4 separate regions of the Gossypium hirsutum genome follow, and all the other regions are linked to region 1. A link is a contact called in public Hi-C data. All regions are on one chromosome and are shown on one strand. Each heading gives the region's core, a stretch centred on a gene start, on an enhancer-like site or on the middle of the called end of the contact. The rest is flanking DNA. Distances are from core to core; before and after follow the strand shown.

The links. Hi-C and Micro-C count contacts between places; a contact is called where the count stands out from the background.
Region 2: a contact with region 1 is called in a Hi-C map of leaf, with 2.1 times the contacts expected there. The contact joins the promoter of LOC107948388 here to the promoter of LOC107899743 in region 1. A contact is called at or near these places in 4 of 34 Hi-C or Micro-C datasets (hypocotyl, leaf and petal).
Region 3: a Hi-C map of leaf shows a contact between it and region 1, with 3 times the contacts expected there. The contact joins the promoter of LOC121216156 here to the promoter of LOC107899743 in region 1. A contact is called at or near these places in 7 of 34 Hi-C or Micro-C datasets (hypocotyl, leaf and petal).
Region 4: a contact with region 1 is called in a Hi-C map of leaf, with 2.5 times the contacts expected there. The contact joins the promoter of LOC107898482 here to the promoter of LOC107899743 in region 1. A contact is called at or near these places in 7 of 34 Hi-C or Micro-C datasets (callus, hypocotyl, leaf and 1 more).

What each region holds. Positions count from the first base shown.
Region 1 is chrD04:25,687,780-25,690,755 of Gossypium_hirsutum_v2.1, reverse strand. It overlaps LOC107899743 (UBP1-associated protein 2C), which reads left to right and starts at 1,332. Exons shown (of 6, transcript XM_016825527.2): 1 at 1,332-1,640. The coding sequence starts at 1,513.
Region 2 is chrD04:25,417,895-25,420,732 of Gossypium_hirsutum_v2.1, reverse strand. LOC107948388 (transcription termination factor MTEF18, mitochondrial) reads left to right here and starts at 1,470. Exons shown (of 1, transcript XM_016882921.2): 1 at 1,470-2,838. The coding sequence starts at 1,748.
Region 3 is chrD04:25,179,946-25,182,645 of Gossypium_hirsutum_v2.1, reverse strand. It overlaps LOC121216156 (enoyl-[acyl-carrier-protein] reductase [NADH], chloroplastic), which reads right to left and starts at 1,275. Exons shown (of 13, transcript XM_041091485.1): 1 at 1,062-1,275; 2 at 316-638; 3 at 1-106. The coding sequence starts at 592.
Region 4 is chrD04:25,233,279-25,235,990 of Gossypium_hirsutum_v2.1, reverse strand. It overlaps LOC107898482 (KS1 protein), which reads left to right and starts at 1,431. Exons shown (of 2, transcript XM_016823939.2): 1 at 1,431-1,875; 2 at 2,706-2,712.

The sequences.
Region 1 (2,976 bases), core at 83-2,582:
ACGAATGTCACCTAGCCCCCTGGTTATACTCGAACCTGTGACCACATCACGACCGGTGATTAGGTCTCCACCTAGACTTCGACCCTTGATTGTATTAAGTATTATTACCCTAAAACCTAATTTCCCCACGATGGGTTTCTAAGGATGGTCCTATCCTGCCATGACATATAAAATGTATGTGTGCTGATACGCGTTATCATATCCCCGACCCCTCAAAACTACCTAAGAACTCTTTCTGTTTCAGTCAAAAACCTTAAACCCTAAAAAAACACAAAATCCCAATCCTAAAAAAATAAAAGCCCTAACACTGGAGAGAAAAAGGAAATGCGCGTCCAACTGGGCGTACTTTCCTGCTATATGTGCAGAAAGCGTGTTCAGTTGGACACGCTTTCACTTTCTCTATCCTAAAAACGACCTATTTCCCTAATTAGATTTTAAATCAGCCTAAAGACTTAATTAAAAAGTTTAGCCTATTAAACTAATTTAGTTTAATTTAAAAGACACTGAGAGGGTAAAAATCAAACCTCTTAATTTTTTTTTTGTGGTTAGGATTGTTTTTGGTCTCAAATTTTTTCAAAATATATTCCATCACCACACATATTAATATGCTCTCATATTTTAATATATTCATGGGTAAAATATCTAAAATATAAAATTATCATTTGTCTTTCATCTCAAAATCTCATTGGATAAAATTCAAAATTTTAAAAATTATTTATTTATCTAATTAATTACTCTAAAAATACTTGATTATCAATAATTTATATCAATAATATTTTATATAAAAACACTATTAATAAATAACTATAATTATTATTTATAGAATAATATTTTATAATATTTATTTACAAGAAATGTGAAAATAAAATTTTATCTACAGCTAAATCACTTTTGATATTATTATATAATAATTAATTAAATTACATTTGATATTATTTTAATTTATCTAATTATAATTAATAAATTAATAGTACTTTTGTTATTATCACATCATAATTAGAAATAATTAATAAATTGCCAATTTAGTAATAAATAGATAATAAATGGCATTTTCATTAGTTAAAAGTTTTTTTCAAACCGTGCTAGATTATAAATTATATTATACTTAATATATATAATAAATTAAGTAATTGGTAAAATGTTACTTTTATTTGAAACATAAAATAATCATGTAAAAATTATAAGAATGTAAGCTGTTAATAGGTAAACAAGAATGACTTCACCTGGTGACCCTAGGCTAGAACTCCCGCCCCAGATTGGACAAATTGATTGTTCCACGCCCACCCTCATACAATAAGTCCATCTCAAATACTTTGGGCTTTAATTGTAAGAACCAGAAACTGTAAGGCGGATATTGTAACAGTGTTTACAAACAACAAGGTTTCATTTCATATCTTAATATTACCCAAAACAAGACAATTCCATCCTTAACCTAAAAACCCTCGTAAACTCGTGAACAAAACAGCCCATTTTTGCAGACAGAAACAAAGCCGAGAAAGGAAAGCAAAATAAATGGAGGATTTGAAGAAGAGAAAGATGGAAGAGATGGGAAACAACGACCAGTTATCAACTCAAGAAGAGCTACGTTCTTTGCTTGACCCTCTTGCTAAATCCCAGCTCGTCGATCTTCTTTCTAGACTGTATGTTTATGCCTTTCCCTTATTTTCTCAATTTCTTTTATTTTCTTATAAAAAACCGATGTAAAATTTCAATGATAGTGAATGAGGATTTCTGGGTTTTCTTTCCTTGTCTGTTTTGGGTTTTTTGAGAGTTGGTTTGGTCAAATTTAAGGTTTTGGTGAATTAGTTGCATTTTAATGGTTTTTCAAGTTTGTTTTCAAGTTATAAAAGTCCATCAAGTAAAGCTATACCAGCTGTTGAAGTAAATTTATTTATTTTATACTTCGAAAATGTGAACAGCAATACTTCATAGCTGCTTGGCCAGTTCTGAATTTTGGGGGGCTAAGGTCGGGGCGCGGGGGGCTGTGGTTAATTCTAGGGGAATTTCTTTTATATTTTTCTTAATGTTTCTGGAAGTTTTTAGCTTAAGTTTAAGATTAGTTGTTAAACTTGAACTTCTTGACCTTGTTAGCATTGTAGTTATTATAATTACTGCTCTAATGAGCTTGACCTTGTAAAATTTTAAAACGTCCAATTTTGGTTTTGATCAATTTATGGATAGCTAAAATACTTGTTTGTTTATGCTAGATTCGCCGAAGCATAGGATCTTTTAGGTATATTTATAAAGAATATTTTTTTGAGTATTTTTACATCTGCTTTATGCATTTTCCTTCCCATAATGGGCCATTTTTGCATGCTTCAGTTTGACACTTAATTCTAGGATGTTTCTGTATTGGCCTTTGGAATTAAAAGCCTTCTTATTGTTATACTTTTTCCTGAGGTTTAGTTCCTATTTTAGATGCACTTAGTTAAGGATATGGCTTTTTTAAGAACATTACCTCATTTTTCTGCTGTAAGGGTCTTGATATGTTCTTTTTACATCTGGAATCATAATAGATGTTAGACCAAATTTTTAGTGCAACTATCATTTATTCTTCCAGAAGTTCTATATAGGAGAGACATGAGTGAAACATACTCTATATGTCCGAAAAACAGTGTTACACCTTCTTTGTATGCTCTTGAAGAGAGTACATTAATCGCGAGTGAAGTGATTTTGATTCTGGAAAGCTCTAAAATGTAAAAGAGGCACTGTTGTAAAGCATATGTATTATTTTGCTTTCATGAAATATTAGAAGAATATAAGGGGACTGAAGTGCTTTGTTTATATCAGCAATCGTGTCAAGAAAAGTTCTCTAATTTTTTTTAATTAGATTCAGCTGGATAAAATATGGACCAACAAAATATCAGCAATCGTACCAGCAAATATGGAGCAACAAAATTGTAAATCTTTAGAGCTGGATTAAAGACTATTGTGAAATGAGAGGGTTGGCATATAAAGAATTAAAGACTATTGTGG
Region 2 (2,838 bases), core at 221-2,720, 270 kb after region 1:
CTTATGCCCTTTTACAATGACAATAATAAAATTGCAATTTAGTCCATGTACTCTTCACTATTTTTCAATTTAATCCAAAGGTGATCCTCATCATAGTAATGCATGTTCCATGTCACTTTCATACCAAATAATCATTCTTAGTTCCTTTTTCTTTTTTGGTCAAATTTATGCTTTTGTCCTCATTTAAAAAAAAATGTTCATTTTCACTGAATTCTCACTTTCACAATCCTCTATGTTGATTTCCTTCTCAAATATCAAATTAATTCCATACCAGTACTCAATAACTAACTCATTTCCAAATTTTTTAATAATTCATTGTATTCATTCTTAGACCAGTACCATTTTTTGTACTAAGAATTTTGGGGTGTTATATTAACATTATCCCTAAATTTTTATAGAAGGATTAATTTGGTTTAAATAAGTCAAATTCTTTTTTAAGTTTAAAATTTAATCCTGTACTTTAATTTTAAGACATTGGGTCCCTGCACTTTTTTTATTTAAAAATCTTGGTCCTTTTGTTTAATTTTACATTTAGTGATTGTTAAAAAACAAGCTAAGTCCGACCAACCTAAGGTTAAAAAAATATAAGCCTAAGTCCATCCCAAAACGAGTTAGGTCGGTTGGGCTAACTGAGTTACATAACCCATGCATTATTTTTTATAATTAAATATTGGTATAAATATTACATTATTTAAACATTAAAACGAGCCTAGGTCGGTCATCCCAAGGTTAAAAAATATAAGCCTAAGACATCTCATAACGAGTTGAGCTGATCGGGTTGATGGGGTTACATGACCCATGAACACCTCTTATTACCACTCAAAGAGCAAATAACACACATATATATTTGAATTTTGGCAATGTTTTTGGAACCAAAGTGGTGATCAAACTAGTTAGACGAATGGATTCTAAACTTGAACAGTCCTATCAGTTCAAAACAAATAAATTATTAAAAATAAAAAATAAAAAATATTAAATAATTATAAAAGTCAGGTTAACAAGTTTTTAGCCCAATTCAAATAGTTTGTACAGTTCACAAATCAATCAATTTTTTTACCTATCACGGATCGATACCTAGCCGATTCCTATTCCAACTAATTCGACATGTTAGTCCAATCCAATTTAGACAACATTAAATTTTAGAATTTTTATATATTTAAAATGATTTTTTTATTTTTGAATTTTAAATAATTTTTTCATAATTTTAGATTTTTTTAAAAATATTTCTATTTTAATTTTTTTATTTTTATTTAAAATATGAAAAAGATTAATTTTTAATTTTTTTATTTACTTTTAAAGGTAAAGGCTAGATTGAAAAAAAAATAAAAATAATTATTGATATTAAAAATATTATTTTACTTTGTTTATAACAACCAGTAAAATTATACGAAACCAAAATTTTTAAATAGCAAAAAGGTAAAGTATTTCTAAAGTTCAAAAGGGTATATATAAAATAATCAAATCTAATGTATTTCCGTTGTTTAGCGTAAACCCGCGTCAGTTCAACCAAAAACCCTCTGGCGAGTCTGAAATTAAGACCGTAAACCTTATTGCAACTGCCTTCTGGGCTGCCTGCCTACCTCTACATCAGTTGAAGAGGAAATGAACAAACAAAATAGCTGACAATGCACCCACACTTGCCAAATCCCAGGTAATACGCCATAACTGAACCATATCTGCTTTAAAACCTATCCTTTGTCTGCTCTCTTTGCCTATTGATAAGTTGGCTTCATATTTGATCAAACTAATGATGACCCATTTTCAAAAACTTGGGAATCCATCTATTCTCAAATGGGTATCGTCTTATTTTGTTGAAAACCAGCAAAAAATGGGTTCATTTCACGTCCCACAAAGCCAAAACCCTAGACTTTATACCACAAAAAGATCAGTTTTGAGTCAACAGTGTTATGGGGAAGACGGCGTGCGAATCCCCCGTGCCACATTGAAAGAGGCTCAAACCGCGTTGTTGGAGTATTTGCATTCTACTAGGAGTATTCAGTTTGTAGATGCAGAGAATATGAGCAAAAACTCACCCCATTTCTTAAGAAAGCTTTTGAAGAAGGTTGAAATTGTGAAAGATGTTAGAAGGTCTATGTCGCGGTTTTTGCGTTACCATCCCATTAATGAATTTGAACCTTTCTTTGAGAGTTTGGGACTGAAACCTTGTGAGTATACCCCTTTACTTCCTAGGGATTTGATGTTTCTCAGTGATGATTGTTTGTTGCTAGAGAATTATAGGGTCTTGTGCGAGTTCGGGGTTGAACGAAATAAGATTGGTCAGATATATAAGAAAGCAGTTCAAGTGTTTCAGCATGATTTTGGAGTTTTGCTATTGAAGCTTCAAGCTTATCAAAAACTAGGGCTTAGTCAGTCTTTTATTGCGAAGATTATTGTTTATAGTCCTCATGTTTTGACTGGGGATATAGATATTAAATTTATTAAGGTATTAGAGATTTTGAACGGTTTGGGATTTGATTATGCGTGGATTAAGGAGCATTTGTCGGAGAAGGAGTTCTACAATTGGAGTATGATATTTCGAGTTTTGAAATTCTTTAGGGAGATGGGTTGTAGCGGTGAGTTAGGTGGGTTAATCAGCCAGCATCCACGGCTTTTGTTTGAGGGCTCCAGTGGCAGAGTGCTTTCGCTAATTGCATTCCTGTTGAAATTTGGACTCCGAATGGACAGGATATCCTCTATGTTTCTACAGTTTCCGGAAATCCAAGTTTCACATTTTGTTTCAAATATTATCAGATTTTTTCTGCTTTTTCAGGAGATTGAGATGGAAGTGGATGAGATTGGGAAAATTGTGTGTTCTTACCCCATATTACTTGGTTCATG
Region 3 (2,700 bases), core at 26-2,525, 510 kb after region 1:
ACCCATGTTCCAACAAGAATTTCAGCTCCAGCAGCAGCAAGAGATTTTGCTATTGCCCAACCATATCCATTGTCATCAGCAACACCAGCTATAAATGCTCTTTTACCTGCAAACCAACACATCATATTAGATGTTCAACTGGTTTACGTCCATACTGCACAGACAAATTTCATGTCTTAAGAGCTTTTCAGTCATGTCAAGATTCAATAAACATGGTTAGCTGGTACAACATCATCATGTATTCTAATTTGTATTCAACATTATTTGAATTAACGCATAGAAGTTATAAGAGAGGGGGAAATAAGGATAGGTTACCTCTCAAATCAATAGGAAGTCCAGACAAAGGCTTGTTGTCACTTGGTTCAGACATGGCTCTTGTAACAAACTTTTCAAACTTGACAGGCTTTGAAGTGATCCTATGGAGGAACGGCTGCCTTGACGAGATGTGAGAGGCACTTGCAAGCCCTGACCATGATGCCTCTTTATGCTGAGCGATGATGTTCACCATGGTCGAGACAACAATTTTACGAGAAGAAGAAATACAAGGTTTAATGTTGGTCATGTAAGGGTCAGGAGCTGCTGCCGTTCCCATATTTTCTTCTTTTATCTTATTTGAATCACCCAAAGTCAATACAGTTCTACAAGATCAAGTGGAACAGTTAAATAATCAAGTGAAACACAAGGCATTATGGTTAACAGAAAGGCAACATTTTTAAGCAATATCATTAGCAAGAGTGTTAACTTTATAACATAAGAGACACCAACATCCCCTCTGTGGGAATGTAATAAGATGACAAGTTAAAAACTTTTTCTTAGTAAATAAATTGTCTCCAACACCCAAATCTCTGGTTTGGATTCTCATATAATGGCTTGGCCATTGTGTGGTGTAATGCTCTGACATGTAATAAATGGTTGGTTATTTTCATCAGATTTCTAAGGGACCAAATTAGAAGCAGAAGATTTCCATTAATGCTCAAATAAACATGTAAATGGAATGAAGGCATTAGTAAAGTTTGAATAACACTGAGCAAGAACTAACATGGAAAGATCTGAAAACTCACCGAAGCAAAGGAGGAGGAAGATTGGGTTATGAACGTGGGGATTGTACAGAAAGAGCAGTGAGGTGATGAGAATATAAAGAAAAGAGGAGGGGAGTGGGGTTATGTTTTGGGGGTTTCGATGAAACCGAAGTGGTTGATGGAGTTTTGGTTTCCAACAGTTGGGAAGCAACGACGGGATCTTTGGAAATGTCGACCTCAGTTTGGTTTTGGCTCCTACTCAAATTACTATTATGCCCTTCTTTCTCTTTTTGTTGGCTGTGAATAGATTGGACTCTTGACTCATTGATTTGACTTGCTGTCAAAAATAGCCTTATGGCCCGAATTTTACTTTTTTTAATATAATATTTGGATCTTTATTCATAAAAACAAGCCCAAAATAATAAACTGGGTTGTTTACAAAAAGTCAAATATCAAAACAGCCCAAAAAATAGAATTAGGATCCAGATTGCAAAACGGGGAAACTTTAGAGACATCTTCTATCCCAGTTGTTATCCATTAATCAACCCCTCTCCTGAAAAGCAACAAAAAAGGCATGGGAAACCAAAAAAAAATCTCATCATTGTGCTCCATTAACTTTAATCAGAAACAATAACCCTCTTCAATGCATCTCTCAATACTTGTATCTGTCTGTCCAGTCAAGTCCATCTTTATTCTCTCCTGCAACACTCCTGTCTCTTCACTCCTTCATGGCTTCCGTCCATCTTCGATCAGCATCCACCGCTCCGTATGCATCAGATAAGTTGTCTCCCTCTTTTTGATTCATTCTGTAGCTATGATATGGGCAACCATGTTAGATTCTCTATGGGTAAATCGAAAGACACAAGACCCAAAACCTAAACTTAGTTGCTTAGAATCTTTAATATAAGCTTCAATATCAGATCTTTCTTCTTCCTCAGCTTGCAGTTTACGGATCACCGAACGAGAATCTCCTTCCATCTCAGCCTCCCTCAGCCCGAGATTTAACCCTAGATTGAGTGCCTGAAGACACGCCATCGCTTCTGCTGCAAAAACAGACGTTATGTTCTCGTGCATGACTGTTCTTGAACAAATAACTTCTACTCTTTCGTTTTGAACCACTAACCCAGAGCAAGACTCATTCTTTTGCCTGTTAAATGCAGCATCGAAGTTGATTTTTACCATCAACCCATTCGGAGCTACCCATCTCTCCGTATGTATCCTTCTCACTGGTAGGTGTGTGTTCAACCCATCAAGTTCCTTAAGGTAGTTGATCACGAAATCTGCTATTTGAGAACCCGATTTCAGCTCTCCTTCATGAATGAATCTGTTTCTTCATGTCCATATCGCTCACATTGCACATGCTATCAACTTGCATTTAGCTACAGAATTTGAATCAAAAATGTTTTTAATCCATTCTTTGAATTCAGTGTTTGCATCTGCTATAGGCCAGGTAACATTTAACTTCTCCCATGTCTCCTTTATTGTAGAACACTCCCTAAACAAGTGTTCCCTCGTTTCTGCTCCAGTCTGACATCTTCAACAAGTGGTGGAACCCATCATTCTTCTAAAGGGTAGATTACTAAAAGTAAGCAAATAGTTACTGGAAAACATCTAGTTTGTAATTTTAATTTTTGGGGGTAGATCTAAATTCCACAATTTCTTGTAAAATTTTTCATAATTT
Region 4 (2,712 bases), core at 182-2,681, 450 kb after region 1:
TTTTTCATTCTATTACAGTATTCACACTCTGGACGTTAGAACGTCCGGAGGCAGTCATGTTTCCAAATATTCAGAGCGAAAACTACCGTTGCAAGTTCCAAACCATGAGTAGGATAATTCTTTTCATGTGACTTAAGTTGTCGAGAAGCATAAGCAATCACTTTCCCCTCTTGCATTAATGCATAACCTAAATCGTTGAGTGATGTGTCGTTAAACACAACAAAAGTATATTCTTATTGCTAGAGAGAGAATAGCTCAATAAATATGAAATGCTAGATTAATTATATAAATTATATAGTATGTTTATTTTTCTTGTTAATTTATTAATAATTATATTTTATGATATATTTTTAAACTCACATATTACATACGATGATTTTATTTTAGTTTTTAAAAGGATCTATTGAAGCGAATCAAATGACAAATAATTAATATATTAAATTTTAGAAAAATTTATATATTAATTTTTCTAGAAATTAATATATATAATTTTTTCTAGAAATTAATATATTTTGAAATTTATTATGATATAGTTGTGGAATTATAAGAAATGTAATTAGTGTTTGTATATTTTAACTATCAAAATCCTAAATAAATAAAAGGGAGAGTGAGGCTAATCAAATTTCTAATCTAAAAACAGTGACACTACCTCTAAACTAGAGGTGTTCATGGGTCGGGCCGGGCCGGGTTCGAGTCGGGCCCATAAAAAAATTTTGGCCCGAGTCCTAGGCCTAGGCTCGGCCCGAAATATGGGCCTGAAATTTTGTCCAGGCCTAGCCTGCCCATTTTTTAAATAAACACCAAAAAAATTTTTAGAAAATTAAAAAAAAAAGTATTTTAAAAATATTTTAAAAATAAAAAAATATTTTTAAATATTTTTAAAAATAAAATATATATATTTATTATATTCGGGCCGGGCCGGGTCAGGCCCGAGCTAAAAAAGTGGTGTTCGAGGCCCGGCCCGTTTTCTAAACGAGCTTCATTTTTTTGCCCAAACTCATATTTCGGGTCTATATTTTTATCCAAACCCTTTCATATTTCGGGTGGGCCGTCGGGCCGGGCCGAACCGCCCAGCCCATGAACACCTCTACTCTAAACTAAGATAACGCGCCTTTGCGTTTTCCTTTGAAATTCACTCACGCTCCTATGGCGCGTATGATTTAAACCAAGTCTCAGTTCACAGAATCTGTAACCATCTATGGAAAAATCCTGTGTACAAACACTTATATAGATATATTTGTCTGTCATGCAATAATCACCGTACACATTTCCGTCAAAGCCACCCAAAACCAGCAGTCAAATTTTTAGATGAATTGATGATCATCCCACATTGTTGTTTGACAGTGAGCAAAGTGTGTGTTACTTCTTTCTATTTTGGTTTTTACTCTACAAAATAAATACCTTTATCTATTTTAATTTTTGTTTGTACATCAAATGTTCAATATCAATGCTATAACTTGAAGTTGAAGTTGAACCCTTGTTTTTAACACTTATCTCTTCTTTTACCACTGACCATTTCTTCTTCCTACCAAATTTTTTTCTAATAATCTTCTCTTTCTCAACCTTGCCTTAGCTCTGTTAAAAGACTCACTGTGCTTTTTGATGATGTTTCCTTTTAACTTAAACTATATTCTCTGATCTGCGTTTTCTTTTATTTCTCATTTAGATCATTGTTTTCGAGGGGCGGGGGCCGGGGGGGGGGGGAAGCTTATCTTGTTCTTTGTTGGCTTCATTCTCGTAAAACCATTGAGAGGAACACGTGGTCCATTTTCTTCTTTCTTCTTGGGGTTTTAGCAACTTCCTTGACTTTCATTATGAGATTCTGAAAAATGGGATTTTGTGTCAAAGATGCAGAATATTGGTGTGTGTTTTAAGGTTAGTTTCATCTTTCTTGTTTCATTTAAAAAAAACACACACAATGGAGTTCTCTCTTGAAAAAGTAGTTAAAAAGCTATTATGTAAAATGTTTGTTTACGGTGTATTGGTTTATAAGAAGTTAATGCTGTGTTTGGTGACGTAATTATTAGGGATGAAGAATATATATTTATACTGAAACACAGATTTAATATCTTATAGTCTACCTACTTTACCTGAAGTTAATAAACGAGAGATGATGTTCTTCTCATGTAGGAAGGTAAATAAAACAAAAGATTTAGAATCCATGGCTTTTGTATTGATTTGGGTTTCCTCTATTGTTAGCGTGATTACACTTATTTGAAGATTGCTCGGATTTGTAGTTTATAGATGTTTAGATTTGGGGGCTGTTCTTGTGCAGTTTTTAGGTTTGAAATTAGGTTTATTTGTGTTGAATCTTTTTTTTCTTTTCCAATCCAATGACTAATCCTTTTTGAGAGCAGTTTGGTTGAGTTTTTTATCCTTTCAATTTAGTCCCAGAAAATATAGGAAAAGAGGTGGAATTATAACAATAAAATCCATTTCTTATTCATTAAAAAAATGGTAAAAGCAGTTGGATGAACCATATAGGAATTTCTGTGGAGGTTCAGGTGTGTTTTACCTTTGTTTCTTAGAAAAGGGAACATTAAATTAACTGATGGTACACAAAATCATATTGTGACTTTCTGAAATGGAGTGTGCTATTTCCTGTTTCTCTCTCACTTAATAATCTCTGTTTTTCTTGTGTTCATTGATCATTTGTTATTGGAAGTGGATTCTTTTGGACTGAATATATTTCTTTGTGTTTGTAGGAACCTA